Regions from separate parts of the Sus scrofa genome. Here region 1 is linked to region 2. Evidence: chromatin contacts called from public HiChIP or PLAC-seq data. All regions are on one chromosome and are shown on one strand. The core of a region is the stretch at or near the end of the contact, and the rest is flanking DNA. Distances in the headings are between cores, read along the strand shown.

Evidence for each region. HiChIP or PLAC-seq counts read pairs in DNA pulled down with a chosen protein or histone mark.
Region 1: a contact with region 2 is called in an H3K27ac HiChIP or PLAC-seq map of alveolar macrophages. The contact joins two enhancer-like sites. A contact is called at or near these places in 1 of 5 promoter capture datasets (liver), 8 of 47 Hi-C or Micro-C datasets (alveolar macrophages, blood, embryonic fibroblasts and 4 more) and 1 of 2 datasets of contacts at active chromatin or transcription factors (alveolar macrophages).

The regions. Positions count from the first base shown.
Region 1 is chr14:49,551,844-49,554,779 of Sscrofa11.1, forward strand. It overlaps UPB1 (beta-ureidopropionase), which reads left to right. Exons shown (of 10, transcript XM_001929254.6): 6 at 457-626. Among named protein-coding and RNA genes, the nearest start is that of UPB1, 20 kb to the left of the region's middle. Within about 2 kb of position 1,483, at least 2 of the 83 cell types and tissues checked have an H3K27ac peak or open chromatin away from gene starts, as enhancers often do. A contact at or near this core is called in alveolar macrophages, where this site is marked.
Region 2 is chr14:49,453,067-49,455,908 of Sscrofa11.1, forward strand. The region is part of intron 13 of SPECC1L (cytospin-A); the gene reads left to right. Among named protein-coding and RNA genes, the nearest start is that of ADORA2A, 13 kb to the right of the region's middle. Within about 2 kb of position 1,510, at least 36 of the 83 cell types and tissues checked have an H3K27ac peak or open chromatin away from gene starts, as enhancers often do. A contact at or near this core is called in alveolar macrophages, where this site is marked.

The DNA of each region.
Region 1 (2,936 bases), core at 233-2,732, 99 kb after region 2:
TGCCGTGAGCTGTAGTGTAGGTCGCAGACTCAGCTCGGATCTGGCATTGCTGAGGCTGTGGTGTAGGCCAGCAGCTGCAGCTCTAATTGAACCCCTAGCCTGGGAACCTCCATATGCTGCGGGTGTGGCCCTAAAAAGACAAAGAAGGAAAGAAAAGAAAGCTCACCTCAGTCAATCCTTGAAATACTGTGGAAAGTTGCTTTGGAGGTTTTTTAATGTGTCACCAGAGAAATTGTGGGTAAATGCTGAAACCATGGTGATTTCCCCTTGTATTACTTATTGTTACTGTGAGTCTTCGGGGTTGGGGGATGTTTTTCAGTGAATTGAAATTGTGGAACTTAGAGTCATCCCAGGAGTATGACTATTGGCGTATGGGTGATGTTTTGCTTTTCTGGCAAGTCAAAGGACAGGGACAGTCGGCAGCTCAGAGGCGCTGACACGGCCTTTGTCTTTCAGTCCACTTACTACATGGAGGGAAACCTGGGCCACCCCGTGTTCCAGACCCCATTCGGGAGGATCGCCGTAAACATCTGCTATGGGCGGCACCACCCCCTCAACTGGCTCATGTTCAGCATCAACGGGGCCGAGATCATCTTCAACCCCTCGGCCACCATTGGGGTGCTCAGGTACATGGCATGAGGGACTTGGGGAGCTGGGCTGCGGGGCTTAGAGGCAGGTTCGGCAAAGAGCGGGTGGGGGCCGACTTCCAGGACTGCCAGTGAGGCAGCTGAGCCCTGGGCTGGTGTGCTGTGTGGTTAACAACTTCTCTGTGAAAAGCACTCGAAGCATCCATTGTGATCCCCCCAAAAGAGCTGCTCACCTGTAAAATACCGTCCTTTGCTATGACGATATCTCAGATAATAATCATCACCCCATAGCTGTCTGGACTGGGGCCTGGGCACAGGAGGTGCTGGCCAGTCTCAATTCCCCTCCTGTTACAGCTGTGCTCCTGGAGGAAGGGGAGGGGGTGTGACAGCTTAGGATTCCTAAGCCTCACATCTGCAGAGTGGGGAGTGTGGAGGGCAGACCTCTGGACGAGGGGAGCTGAGGGGAGGGCTCAGAGCTGAGAGGGTCCTTACTCTTAGGTGGTAATGGCTCTGGAACCTGTTTTTAACCAGTCAGGTGTTTTCTTTTTCTAATTTTTAATTTTTTTTGTCTTTTCTAGGGCTGCATCCTCAGCATATGGAGGTTCCCAGGCTAGGGGTCCAATCAGAGCTGTAGCCGCCAGCCTCCACCACAGCCACAGCAACACGGTATCCGAGCCACATCTGCGACCTACACCACAGCTCACAGCAATGCCAGATACTTAACCCACTTAGCAAGGAGGTGTTTTCTTTTTCTAAAACCCAACCTGTGTTTATGTGTCAGCCTCACCCCTGAGCAAAGAGAACTGTTGCGATCAGGGCAGCCTCGGGCCCCTCACTGAATAACAGCAGGCATCCGAGATGACTGAGCTGCAAATTCCCTCTCCCCAGCAGCTGAGCTTTTGGGTGGTTTCCAGTTTTGCATCATCAAGTACCAGAGCTCTAGGAATCTGCTGCAAATATCTTTCTCCCCAGTTCACTTCCTCCACAGACCCATTCCCAACTGGGGAGATGCTGGCGGCCAGCAGGGTGGTGCTGGGAAGGGGGTGTCCTGGTCCAACATGGGGGAAGCTGGGGGAGTTCTGGGGAGCAGCCTTGAGTTCCCTGTTGGCCCACACCTGTCATTCTTGTCCTTGTTCTGGACAAAATTTCAGTCAATTTTCTTCTAAATATCAGGACACGGCAATTACTCTACATTTCTCTTAAGCACAAGCACAGTGCCCCCTTCTCGAGAGGGACATCCCTCAGCAGCCTGATGAGCATGTGGGTCCCTTACCAAGGCAGAAGCCAGCCCCCTCTGCTCCTTCAGACCTGCCACCTGGTCTGTGCCCCTGAAGGACCTGTCTGTGTCTGGGTGGGGGGGGCACTGCAAGGCAGAGGGCATAGTCCCATCTTGGTTCTCCCCTTGGAGACTCTCCTGGGGCCTCCTGGCAGCTTGACCACTATGACTGCGTCTGCTGGCGGTTATGACAAAAGGCTATTCTTGGTCATCCAACAGATCTGGGCGCCCCCCCCCCAGAGCAGTCCCCTCCTGTGCCAGACCTTCATCAGCTCCCTTCCCTAAAGGGGTTCCTGGAGGACCCGGGAGCCAGTGCCCAGCCTGAGCTGCTCTAGGGCCTTATCCTGGTCTTGGAGGCCACCTCCCTGTCCACACCCCTTGGCTTTTATGAGCCCCAATGAAGCCAACAGAAGTGCCTCAATGTAATATGCTCATAACAACCCACATCCTCAGCAGCCCGTGAGGCTTATTAAATATTATTGATCTTCCTTTCTCAGCCAACAGAGGTCCAGCTCCAAGGTTGTGGCACTGCCGGCAGTTAAGAGATTGGCAGGTCTTTGGGAAACAGTTTGTTTCATGAGCTCCCACGATGCTTGACCAGATAATTATAGTCCAAAAACCTTGGCCGCGGAATCATCTGTGAGAGGAGGGAAAGACTGCCTGTGTGGAGATGTTCCCAGCAGTGTGATTTACAGAGAGGGGAAAGCTGGCAGGAAAGAGGTCAGGGTCAGGTGACCTCCAGCCCATCTTCTCTGTAAGCTGCACCGCCGCTACAAGGAGTCATCGTGGAGGTGATGCAGCAGGGTGACAAAAGCTGTGAGCAAAACCATGTTCTAGGTTGGGGTCAGAACTCTATAAAGTTTGTTGTTGTTGTTTTGCTGAGGATGATAGAGGGTGGAAAAATTACAGCAGGTGATTCACTAGGATGGTGCATTCGGGTGAGTTTTTTTAAAATGCTGAGTGATTATTTGTGGACTTGATGGTGAGTGTTTACAAGCACGATGCCAGGCATAGCCCCACCAGCTGTGCACAAGCATCACAGCTTCCAGAAGGATCCATCCCCTTCCCTGGCA
Region 2 (2,842 bases), core at 260-2,759:
AAAAGATCCTGGAGTTCCCATCTTGGCGCAGCAGAAACAAATCCGACTAGGAACCATGAGGTTTCAGGTTCGATCCCTGGCCTCGCTCAGTGGGTTAAGGATCCGGCGTTGCTGTGAGCTGTGGTGTAGATCGCAGACTCGGCTCAGATCTGGTGTTGCTGTGGCTGTGGTGTAGGCTGGCAGCTGTAGCTCCAATTGGACCCCTAGCCTGGGAACCTCCATGTGCTGCAGATCCAAACAAGGTTGACATTGCATTTGAATAATATTCCTCTTTTAAGTCCATTTTAATCTTAAAACTCCCCATCCTCTTTTATTCTTTTACTTTTGCTTTGTCTTTGGAAGGAACTGGACCATGTGTCCCTTAGTGCATCTACATTTTAGGTTTTGCTGATTACAGCCCTACAATGTTGTCCCTGCTTCAACAGCAGTAGAGTTCGATCTCAGTTCAGAGTTTTGGCAGAAGTGTGTCGGCTGTGGAGTTATATCTGTCTGTCCAGGTAGAAGGGAGTGGGGCCAGTCGCTGCGCTAATGATCATGGCTGCCAAGAGATGCTGCTCGGTCCATCACTGGAATTCCTCCTTTTAGACAGACATTTTCATCACCTCTTTGGCCTTGATGTCCAGTCTGGGCGGGAAGGTTCTGTCTAATGCTTGGTTCTGCCCTGGTTACCCAGTGCTCGGGGTCGTGAGCGAGTCCAGCTGGGCTGGGTGGGCCTCGTGGTGGGACGTCCCGGCCATCTTGCTTCCAGCCACCTTTGGTCTTGGGGTTGGTGGTCCTGCCTCCTGGCCACACCCTTGGGTGTCTGGGGACCTCTGCAGAGAGTGGTGCCCAGACCAGCCGGGGGAGGGCTGAGTACCTTTCGCCTTGAAAAGCTTTTGCAGGTGATTCTGGTGCACAGAGAGGATTGAGGGTCCTTATTGGAACTCCTTTCTGCTCAGGGGCATAGGGTGCGGGCCTGTGTCTTCAGGGTCACTGTCCACCCTAGGCTGCCTTCCCTAGCATCCTTCCTTCCCTCTTCCTGCTTTACACACAAATCCCAACACGGACATGGTGAGGAGTGGGCCTCAGACTCTCCCCGGACACCTGCCGTCTCCCCCCACCCCCACCTGAAGTGGAGCTTGGCTAAACTTCAGAAAGGGGACAGAGCCAAGGTTCCCATGTCTGCACCCTCAGATGTGCAGCTGACGCGGGCCTGCTGGTTCCTCTGCCGCCTCCCTGAGTACCAGCAAGCTGCTGCGTGCTCCTCCCAGGACGTCTGTCATCAGTCACTCCCTGGAGCAGTAAGAACTGCCTCCTGATGGTTTTCCTGCTCTTTTAGACCCTGCATCTCCCCTCTGGACTGCCCCCACCCTGAGATTTCCAGACACCCTCCAAACCTGCCCTGTATGTACTCAGGGATGAGGCCGTGAGGCTCCTGGGCAGTGGTTTGTTTGTGGCTCCCTCCTACCTCCTGAGGTGGCCGTGTTCTCGCTCACGGTCAGGACCTGCCATGGCAGCTCACACGGCGGGAGGAAGTGGTGTGTGCGTGCGTGCTACAGAGATGAATCATGGGTTTTGGCTTTTTGCCTTGTACCCGTAAAAGTGGCATTTCCTTAAATAGATCAGAGCCTAAATAACTAAGGAAGATGTGTTCGAGGTTGTATTTTATGGCCCTTAATTAAAGTTCTGACAAATGAAAACATTGTAAGATGTTTTGTGACATATTTGCCGTCTTATTCTGTTGAAATTTATGCAATTCTTTGGCTCTTGTACTCCCCCGCCACCCCTCGGTGCACAGAGGGGGAGCCCCCACCTGCTGTATGGAAGGTCATAGGCGCAGGGCGGCCAGTGTCCTGGGCTGGGGCCCCGTCCACTGAGGGCAGTGAGGGGCCAGCGATTTCACAGCTGGGGCTGAGCTTTCTGAGGTGAGAAGTGAGCAGAGGTTTGGGTGCAGTCAGAACCCTCTGCCACAGGTCACCGTGGACGCTTCCTGCATGGAAGGATGGGCACCTTCAGGTGAAAATGGGGCAGAGCACCTCATTTGAGTCTGTGCTCAAGGCTTTTGTGAACTTTTGCTCTGGCTCATCCCGTGGTCCTCTTGTTATTGTCCAAATCTAGACTTCTCTTGTGCGGTAGGAAAGCCCTGAAAAGACTTGGGAGCTCAGTGCAAAATCTGAATTCATTAACTAGCAACTTGCATTGTAATTACTCTGTTTCTTATTGATTGATTGATTGATTGCTTTTTAGGGCCACACTTGCAGCATATGGAGATTCCTAGGCTAGGGGTTGAAGCAGAGTTACAGCTGCCGGCCTATGCCACAGCCACAGCAATGCAGGATCTGAGCCACGTCTGCAACCTACAGCACAGCTCACAGCAATGCCAGATCCTTAACCCACTGAGTGAGGCCAGGGGTCGAACCTTCAACCTCATGGTTTTTATTTTTTATTTTATTTTTTGTCTTTTTGCCATTTCTTGGGCCGCTCCCGTGGCATATGGAGGTTCCCAGGCTAGGGGTTGAAGCAGAGCTACAGCTGCCGGCCTATGCCACAGCCACAGCAACACGGGATCCGAGCCGCGTCTGCAACCTACACCACAGCTCACAGCAACGCTGGATTATTAACCCACTGAGCAAGGGCAGGGACCGAACCCGCAACCTCATGGTTCCTAGTCGGATTCATTAACCACTGCGCCACGACAGGAACTCCAACCTCATGGTTTTTAGTTGGATTCGTTTCCACTGCACCACAATGGGATTTCCTGTGTCTTCTATTTTAGTTTAGTTTAGTTTTTATTTTATTTTAGTATTTTTTTGTCTTTTGTCTTTTTAGGGCCACACCGTGGCATATGGAAGTTCCCAGGCTA